Linked DNA regions of Mus musculus: region 1 is linked to region 2. Evidence: chromatin contacts called from public HiChIP or PLAC-seq data. All regions are on one chromosome and are shown on one strand. Each heading gives the region's core, a stretch centred on a gene start, on an enhancer-like site or on the middle of the called end of the contact. The rest is flanking DNA. Distances are from core to core; before and after follow the strand shown. Region 1 overlaps Shb (src homology 2 domain-containing transforming protein B). Region 2 holds the start of Igfbpl1 (insulin-like growth factor binding protein-like 1).

What was found. HiChIP or PLAC-seq counts read pairs in DNA pulled down with a chosen protein or histone mark.
Region 1: a contact with region 2 is called in an H3K4me3 HiChIP or PLAC-seq map of embryonic forebrain, with 3 times the contacts expected there. The contact joins the enhancer-like site here to the promoter of Igfbpl1 in region 2. A contact is called at or near these places in 2 of 39 promoter capture datasets (the C10 cell line and hippocampal neurons), 1 of 484 Hi-C or Micro-C datasets (cerebral cortex), 10 of 115 datasets of contacts at active chromatin or transcription factors (astrocytes, cardiomyocytes, embryonic basal ganglia and 5 more) and 3 of 9 other capture datasets (embryonic stem cells, liver and pancreatic islet).

Annotation. Positions count from the first base shown.
Region 1 is chr4:45,471,894-45,476,780 of GRCm38.p6, reverse strand. All of the region lies in intron 2 of Shb (src homology 2 domain-containing transforming protein B), which reads left to right. Among named protein-coding and RNA genes, the nearest start is that of Shb, 56 kb to the left of the region's middle. Within about 2 kb of position 3,535, at least 187 of the 459 cell types and tissues checked have an H3K27ac peak or open chromatin away from gene starts, as enhancers often do. A contact at or near this core is called in cerebral cortex, embryonic basal ganglia, embryonic forebrain and 3 more, where this site is marked.
Region 2 is chr4:45,824,693-45,829,626 of GRCm38.p6, reverse strand. It overlaps Igfbpl1 (insulin-like growth factor binding protein-like 1), which reads left to right and starts at 2,800. Exons shown (of 5, transcript NM_018741.2): 1 at 2,800-3,269. The coding sequence starts at 2,834. It also overlaps a transcript of Stra6l not described here.

The sequences.
Region 1 (4,887 bases), core at 2,286-4,785, 350 kb after region 2:
CATTGCTAGCTTGGGCTTCTAGGTTCTTTTCAATGTCCTCTAATGAGTTAGTTTCCCAGGTCTGACTGATCTGATCATGTTACTCACTCGGTACAAAGCCGAAGCCGTTGCTGTGTCCCGTGGATCCCCAGACTTCAGGTCTTCCTCCAGTCACCCTCCCATCCAGGGCTCCTGCAGCAGTACAGCACAGGGTCTAGCACTCACCGATTCAAGGTGAATGTGGGTCTTTTGTCTCCGCAGTCCAGACCCCGCTATTGAAATCTATTGCACTGCTATTAACAGAGTAACTGGTTGACCTGTGTGATCTCTTTCTCTGTCCTGAAAAATTCAGCATCCCCAAACTGTTTGGGGACGGCCCAGGCATATGCTCGTCCGTGTTGAAAACAGGCTGTGCTGAGACCATTCCTCTGGCTCTGAGGGATGTCCTGAGTCTCGAGGCATCTGTGGTTCTGGGGAGTTTACAGTGGCGGAGCAGGCTGTGGTGAGAAACCTCAGGCTAGCAGAATCATGGTCTGGCCATCAGGGCCCCTGGTTCCTTCCCATCACCTCTCTCACAGAGCTACCTTGCTGCTGGTGGTCACTATTGCTCCCATTCCCTTGAAATTATAAGAGTGAAAGCTCTGATCTCCGCTGTGTTCCCTGTTATGAGGGCACATAAGCAGACAACCGCTTCATAGGCCAAGCAGCTCCACTACAACAGAGAAGTCACCCGGCCGTCACCTGCTTCATTGTTCCCAGTGGTGCCATGAGCCTGGCTCCTCTCTGTCTCCATCCTGTTCCGAAGCCTCTCCTCTAGAAGGATTCCTCTGTGGGACTCAGACCCCAAGGTATATTGTTCCCCCCACCACCTTACTTTTGTCTGGCTGTAGGGCGCTGCTGTCTGATTGCCTGGCTGCCTGCTGCCTGCCCTTAGGGTAGAGGGGTGGACTGCAGGGGGCCACAGAGTGGAGCTGGACTGTTCAGTTAAAAGCCACAGAGAGGATTTGGAGTGGAGTTGGCAGCTCTTAAAACTGGGTGTTACTCATTCAGCAGTCATATTGCATTTGGTCCTAGGCAACCAGGGACTGGTCTATATCAGACTCAGGCCACTGTATAAGGAGGAGGTGGGCAAGCGTGGCTTGGTTTCCTGGACATGGAGGTCAGCAAGGATGTTGTATGGTCACCAACATTCCAGGAAATAGGGAACGTGAAAGACTTTTGAGTGGTCAGAATTTGTGTTAAACCCCAGAAGGTGAGCAGGTCAAAGGGAAGGGGTCTTTTGGGTAACAGAGGAGTGGATATCATGTTGTCCCTAAGGACTTATCGGTGCCTTCATAGGCACTGAACTGATATCAGAGCTGGGTCTTAGAAGTCATCTGGATATGGGAAGTTGTATTAAGAAGAACAATAGATGTATAGGAGTGACCACAGTCTGGCCGTAGCCAAAGGTGGAGTAAGCCACCCACCCCAGGAGCCTGTGTGGCCATAGCCACAGGTTTATGAGGACATGCAGCTCCCAGCATGCCCAGTGACCAGGACTTTCTAATCTCTTACGAGAGAGCTTTACTCTTAGGTAGTCTGAAATTGCTGAACCTTCACCTTTCTGCACTCCACCCCCAAACTCATCCAGCCAGTCTTTTTCCTGGATTGTGTGATTAAGCTCAGTGGAATCCTGCTGATAGCAGGTGGGCGCCGGGCCACATAGCTTGATCGTCATGGAGCCTCCTCTGCCCAGAACACTAGGCCAGGCCTGGAAGTTGCATCCACAGCTAGTCATGTGGCAGTTTTTAAAGCCAGCACCTCAAACATCCTAGAAACTTGGATGAGCAAGTGATACCAGAATGGAGCAGTGCTCAGTGCTAGTTCTGGAACCACAGGGTCAGTAGCTCCCCAAGAGGGTCAGGGATGACGCCTGCAGGAGGTGAAGTCCAAGCTAGACTTGGAAGCTTGCCGTGTTGAAAAGAAGAGCTGAGAGGCAAGGTCATGGTGGTGGGTGGGAGCAGATGCTGACCGTGACTTAGAGCCAGTCCATCAGTGACCACCCTGAGGTTGTCACTCTGAGCCTGTCCAGTGTTCAAGGGCTGGGGAAGCCAGCCCGTGGCCTGGAGATAAGGGCTTTAGATCCACATACAAGGGTTACTGACTTAACGTTTATTTTCAGCCAGCTGCCACTTTATGTAAGTACTGCCCTCCAGTTACATAGGCCCATGTAGTCTGATCATGGATTCTGCGTGCTTTGAGGCTTGGAAAGTGGGACCCTCTATGTATGAATCGGGCAAGCTTCAAGACCAGTATCCACAGGAACTGAGTTTCCCCCATGAACAGGCTTCAGCAGGAGCCCAGCTGAGCCTACAAAATGCAGAAGGTTTCACTTGGGGTGTCAAGGGAAGCTCAGTCCCCTGGGAGCTCAAAAGTTCACTCAAGCCCCGTGGACAGGTAGACCTCAGCTGCAGCAGGTGGCTGCCCGCCTTGCTCCCACCTGTGTCCCCTAACTAGCGTAGGGCACACAACATGGCAGCTTGGACACTTTTCAAAGCTACCATTTGAGGTTGTCTGACTTGTCTAGGGTCTCCAAGCAGCAGGAGGGTAGGGTGTTTTAAACAGCAGGCACTTCCTGCTGAACCTGGAAGAGGAATTGGTTGCAAATTAAAGCCCCCTGGAACCAGAGTGGTTTGACCTATTAGGTGGAACTGTTGGATGGGAACCAACTGAATGTTGAAAGGCATCTGTCTGAGATGAAGATTTGGGTCTTGGAATGATCTGTCCCACTCTGTTCTTCTGGAAGGTAGAGTGGAGCACACTCAAGGACCCCTGGTGGCAGTGACCCCTGTGGGGTGTGTAGGATTGGCACAGCACTGGCCAGTTCAGTCAGCCTGTAATGTGAGCCCCTCGCAGGGGTTTGTGAAGTTTCTAAATGCCTTCCCCCCTTTTTCTTGGCGTCCCGGCTGCTCATGTGATGCTTTCTTTTATTAATGTATTTGACATTGTCTGTGATAAAAGCAGACTAGGCAAGAGCCTACCCCAGTGGAGGAAGGGTAGTAGGAGACTCCCCAGAAAGATCTCGGAGGCTCTGTCAGTCCTCAAAGCTTGGCACAGGATGTCTAGCAGGTGCCTAGCCAGCTCTGACAGGGCTGGAGGTGAGCTCTGGAAAAGCAGAGGTGCTGCTTAGTCAGGGGCAGGGGGCAGATGGTTGAGCTGTTCGGTCTGGTGGCAGTAGACATCCATGAGAAAAGGCACTCTGCACCCAGGAATTTAAAAGTTGTTGGTGACAGAGGTGGGGGTAGGGGTGGGGGCGGTTTCCCTCACCTCTTTGTCTCTGCATCAGGAGGAAGATAAGCCAGAGTCTTTGGTCATGTGGCCTGTGGTCATGGTGCCTCCTTGTCAGGGGGACGTGAGTGAAATCTGAAGTGAGCCTGAGGTGGCAGCTGTACCGTGACAGCTGCCGCCCTTCCCTCGGGCTCCGGCCAGCCCCATCCTCCCCCAGGGCCGGGTGAGGAAGCTGGTCTGGCAGCAGCACTCAGCTGTCATAGCACATCAGTGGTTGTAGTTCCCAGCTCAGGGAACCATGCCAAGCGCCAGCAGATGATGTACTTAACGAAGCACTGAGGGAGGGAGGCTTGGCTCTAGACAGCGGGTTTGAGAGGCAATGCCGAGGTGCTCCTTTCTCCTGGGCTCGCTTTGGGGCTGCTTTGGGGCAGAACTGTCAAACTTTTGAACCTGGGGAACCAGATTGTGTCTTCCCAAAACAGAATTGCCTTTTGGGGGGAGGCAGATATGGAATAAAGCGAGTTGTGGGGTTGAAGTTGACTTTATCAAAAAAGCTCTGTCCAATATAAAATAGCATGCATTCTCATGTGGACCAAGCCAAAGGACTGTGTGAGTCATGTGTACCAGCTGTCAGTTAGGAACAAGGCTGTGGGACTCTGCCCGTGTGTGTCCATCCCTCCCTAATGTGGAACATCTGCACGGGGCTTTACGGTTTACAAGCCTCTTTTATATCCTTTGTCTGGTTTTATTTTATAACAGCCCCATGAAGTCGATATTAATTTTCTCCCCACTCCACAACTGAGCCTACAGGACTCCGCTGGGGCAGGCCCCTCGAGTCAGGAGCTGGTAGATTGCAGAGCCAGGGGTTGAATCCAGATCCAGAGCGTACCCACGGATATGTATGCCTCCATAGTCCATCACTGAAAAAACGTAGTTGTTTGATTTGTACTTGAATCTGCTCTGTCATGCAAGGTTGGAGGCTGGGTGAGGTGGAGCAGAGTGCTTGCTTAGCAAACACAGGCCTTCCTTGGGTTAGATCCCCACAGCAGTGCATACCCAATCAGGACGCAGGGGCAGAAGAGACTAATGCCTCCGTGCCTCTTGCACCTTATTTCTTACTCACTGAGGCCTGCTGATGTCATCCACTTGTAAGCTACAGGAAGCCCAGAAAGGTTAGAGGGCTTGCCAAGGTCACCAGCTAGAAGTGAACTGGCCAAGAGGTCACTCCACGTGCCCAGTGTGCCTTCTGCTTGCTTGTGTTGTCGTGTTGCTGCAGTCACATGTAAACACAGACATAAAGAGAACAGTTTATAAGAGGATCATTCAGTGTCCGAGTGAGCCACAAGGCTAGCAGGCCTAAGTTTGGTCACTCTGAAGATAAGGAAGTTGCCAGAGGGGACGGGGCTGTGTGCAGTCTGCTGTAGAGCTGGCCAGGCTCCTGCCCTCCAGCTTCGTCCTTCAGCCCATCCTCCACCCACTAGTTCTCAGCCTCAGACAGGCCTTCATGCTGTGAGGTTCCTGTAAGTTTAGGGGTCTGAACTGAGAGTTGACCCCAGTCCTCTGTCATCAGGAAGCTGAGTACTGTGCTCCCTTTTGCTAGCATGACTTCCACCTCAGGCTCACAGCTCAAATGCCTTGTTT
Region 2 (4,934 bases), core at 1,551-4,050:
CTATCACTTCTGTTCCCAAATCCTGCTTTGTTACATGAACATTGTTTCCTTCACATCATTAAATGATCTCTCTCTCTCTCTCTTTCTCTCTCTCTCATACACGCATGCACACACACACAGCTGCATCTATATTCACATGTGCATATGCCATACATGGACATACATATTTCATAAGGACCATCACAATAAACGATACATTATAAACATATTTGCATTTCCACGAGCCTACACATTGCCCATTTTAATGTCTACCTAGACCTCTATTGACAGATGGACCATAATTTACTCAATCGTTGCTGCCTTAGAATGTTTCCAAGTTTTTGATACAGTGGCCAACTCAGAGATGAAATCTTCAAATGGAGCGATTTCTTTTCTTTTTCTCTCTTCCTTCCTTCCTCCCTCGCTCCCTCCCTCCCTTCTTCCCTCCCTCCCTTCTTTTCTAACCATGTCTTATTTATTTTTATTTTATGTGTATTGATGTTTTGCCTACCTACATGTCTATGTGAGGAGATTTCCTGGGTCCTCTGAAAGGGCAGTCAGTCCTCTTAGCCACTGAGCCATCTCTCCATCCCCAGAGCGATTATTTTCTTTGGAAAGAGTCACAGATGAGATCAGAAGGTCAAGAGGTATGAGCAGGTGGGGAGGCCGTTCTAGATAAAGCCAGAGGTGTCTGAGACTACTGGAATCTCAGTACTGAGCACACGCGGAGAGCTTTCCCAGCATTCCCCTCTCCATTCCTCACTCCTTACCTCCGTTCTCCCAAGGCCCCTGACAGCTCTACTCCACGTGGCCCATTGTAAGGTAAGAGCTTGAATGGATGGCCACATGGCTATATTCAATGGCTCTGCTCTGCTCGCCACATAAAGTGACCTCCACAAGGGCTTCTTTCGGGGACAAGGACCTCCCCACCTCAGAGGACCGCAGACTTGGCAGGAATTGAATTAAGAAAGGAAACTGCATGTCACTTGAGAGGTCTGCAGCAGCTCTTCCCAGGCACGGAAAGGCTTTCTCCATCTCCAGACATAAGCCAAAAATATACAAAAGAGCGGACACGGAGCAGTAGGGATGGCTCTTTGGAAGCCTGGTTTGGTAAGTTCTTCTCTCTTCATCTATGCCCCTAGCCACACATCAGTGTCCAGCAACAGTCCCCGTTGTCAGGGATGAAGTATGCAGACTGCCTAGTAGCCTGTATGGATACCCCACAGCCAGACCCTGTCTTTAAACACACTTTACCAGCTATGTCATAGGTGTGTTGTGGTAGATATTTAATCTCAAATCGGGGTTTCTATCCCACCTTAGGTCATTCGGTTTCCAGATAAAAGACATGCAACTTTTATATTTTAATAAACCTTAGTCAGCACTAGAGCTGGGTAGATATCTACCCACCATGTTATTATGTCTACTTCCGTATCAATAACCCCGAGTTATAACTTGCTATGTTCATCTGAGCTGCTCTTAACTCCAATTGCCCAGCCTCATGGCCATGTTTTCATGACTCACTTGCCTACCACATGCCATCTCTCTTTTCTGCACCTTCTCCCCTCTCCTCCTTGTGGTTTCTCCTCAGACCCCAAGCCTGGGGAAACCAATCACTCACTGCCCATCTTTCTTCTGCCCAGTTATAGACAATAGGCATCTTTATTCGCCAATCAGGGATAACTTGGTGGGTAAGGTTACATAGCATCACTTGTATACATGCAACCAGGCCCTGGGGTGTGTGTGTGTAGTAGTAGTAGTATTTAGCATTACAATACATAGCAAAAGACCAAACCTCAATATGGGTGTCCTGAGATTTGTGCTCTGGGACCCTGTCCCAACATTCTTAGTAGCCAAAGGTCAGAACACAAGTGGTTAATTTCCATTTGTGTATCTAAATAATATGCAGAGTGTAACAATCAAGACTGGTCCACACAAAGTCCAAAATACATCACTGTATCTAGCCACCTCAAGGCCCTGTCAACTATAAGATGCATGGATTTATGCAGCATTAAGAAATATCCATGAGGCGCTGGAGTCTTGGTGCAGTGCTTAAGAGCACCGGATTCCTCTTCCAGGGGACCTGGGTTCAATTCTTAGCACCCATAAAGCAGTTCACAAGGGAATCTGACACCTTCTTACCAGTGCACTTAAATTAAATGAAAAAAAATTTTGAAAGAGAGAAAGAAAGACCCGTGAGAGCACATAGCCTTTTCACCTGTGCACCCATTGCTTGAAAGAGAGTCGGGTTCCAGAGATGATAAAAGGTGGGAAACTGGAAATTCTGTAAGTAGAAAAGACCAAGTGCAAAATCATACGTGCACTCGGGCAGTGGATGTTTTATATGAGGGGACTGGGCTATGTGCTCACACATGCTTGTACAGGCAGAGAAGATGCCTGAAAACACACCCAAGAACCCAATAGCCAGAGCAGCCACTGGAAATGGGACTGGGGAACTGAGTATTCGATCTGGGAAAGAAATCCATCTATCCATTTATAAAATCTGGCATCTTAAACTAGAGATTCCCTTTCCTAAACAAAACAAGAAAGAGAGCAAAGTAAAATAAGGCGTCCTGGTGGGAAGACTGAGAGTCATTACATTTTAAGGCCGAGACAAGTTGCCGTTTGGACCACGCTGAGTCTCCCCCAGCGCTCAATCGGAGGTGGCAGAGCTGTTCTGGAGACTTCTCTGCAGTTCAGTGAGCCAGTAGGGCCGCGCAGCGCTGGTCCCGGGCCGAGGGGCGCCCCGCGGTGCGGGCCGGGCCAATCAGCGGGCGCGGGGCGGGCGCGGTGGCTTTGCACGCACCGAGCGCTAAGAGGAGCAGAGGCGCTGCTGCCGTCCGTCTGGGAGCCGGCCATGCCGCGTCTGCCGCTGCTGCTCCTGCTCCTGCCATCACTGGCCCGGGGTCTCGGGCTCCGCGACGCGGGTAGACGACACCCCGAGTGCAGCCCGTGCCAGCAGGATCGCTGCCCTGCGCCCTCGCCTTGCCCAGCGCCCTGGATCTCCGCGCGCGACGAGTGCGGCTGCTGCGCGCGCTGCCTGGGCGCCGAGGGCGCGAGTTGCGGGGGACCCGTGGGCTCACGCTGTGGCCCTGGCCTGGTGTGTGCGAGTCGCGCCTCGGGGACGGCGCCCGAGGGCACCGGGCTTTGCGTGTGCGCGCAACGCGGCGCCGTCTGCGGCTCTGACGGCCGCTCCTACTCCAGCATCTGCGCGCTACGTCTGCGCGCCCGACATGCACCCCGCGCGCACCATGGCCACCTGCACAAGGCTCGCGATGGGCCCTGCGAGTTCGGTGAGTGGGGTTTGACCTAGAAAGACCCAGGCAAATGGGAAGAGCGGGACCCCAATGCTCTTGGGTGTGGGACAGAGAATTTCATTGTACAAAAGTGGACAACACAGCCTGGGCCTCAGTTTCCCCTTCAGGAGCAGTGTTTCGCGTCTTTCTACAGCCTGCTTGCTACCTTACCCACTGCGTGCAGACTTCAGCCCTAGAACAAACAGGAATGTGAATGCTTAAGAACCTGTTATTATAGTTACTTGAAAATGGGTCCAGGTGGATAGGTTGAATGGAGGAAGGAAGGTGAGGATTCCCAGAGTGCAGGGGTCCCACACAGGATTCAAGAAGCACCAAGACAGAGCATCAGAATCCTGGCTATCCAGTGAGTCTCAGACCAAGGGCTTCGAGGAGCTTCCAGCCACAAAGGGCAAGACCTTTGGAAACGTGAGCTCTGAAAAGATTGTGGGACCAGAGATGCTGATCCAGTCTAAAGGGCACGTAATCTGAAGGGTCCTGCTTTAAGGAAATCAATAGAAAACTACCAACTGCTAGGGATGTCAAAGGTTAACTGGTTTTTAACACCACATTGTAAGTGCCCCTAGTGCCCTAACTGATCACTGTCCTGTGTCAAAAAAGAAAGAAAGAAAGAAAGAAAGAAAGAAAGAAAGAAAGAAAGAAAGAAAGAAAGAAAGAAAGAAAGAAAGAAAACCCAAAACAGCAGTGTCTATGGATGTCCAGAGAAGCTAGCCTACTTTGCCTGTGTGTGGGGTTTGACTTGGTCAGGAGCTCTGAGAGAACAGTGTTTGTTTCATCTGGATAGGGTAGTGGGGAACTCGGCGTGGTAAGTGTTCCATGTTTCGGGCTTCTGGAGATTTCTGGCCTGAGCTGGGAGAGGATGTCTAAGCCAGATGCCCAAGGTAACACTTCAAGAAAGATACCTGGGGGCTCCTCTTCCAGCTTGCCTCCTCTCCCTCCAAACATCTCATGGACGCGTGCTCACGTCCAGGATTCTGGTGGACCGCTGGCCATGGGGCAGGAAGTCTACTAGACACAGTGAGGGGCTGAAGCAGGCTGGGTGACACGGAAAAGTCACTATGGCTCTTTCCCAGTCCAGGCTCCAGTGGGGGACAGTGCTGGCTGGGGGTACTACTGGGTAGCTCCTGGCTTCTCCAGTGACACTGAGCCAGGTCTATTTCCCTGCCCAGCCACAGCAGCTCCAGGGGAGCCACTGTGGTGCCCACTCTGCTTGGAATGCTGTGTCTGCCCGGTGCACCGACAGAGTCCCATCTTTCCCCCTCGTAGCTCTGTCACTGTTTTTACAATCTGCCTCCTCAGCAGTTGGTTCTCACGCAGCTCCCTTTGTCTGAGACAGGTAGCACTAATGGCACACAGGACACAGAAGAAATGCTGACCAGGCTCCCCAAAGCTTCCCTGTGCTGATGGGCTTGGGTGATTTTTTTTTTTCCTGGAGCGACATTCTGTTCCTAGGAAAAAGAGCCCTTCGAGGCATATAACTCAAAGCTGCTGTTGTACAGAGGAGACCCAGACCCAGAGAAAGCAGGGGACTTGTCCATGATGTCCACTTAAGGCTGCCACCTTCCAGGTCCCAACCCCTTGTCCAGCACTCTTTCGGGACTGGACTTGATAATATTGTCGGGCAGATGGCGGTTGCTATGGTTA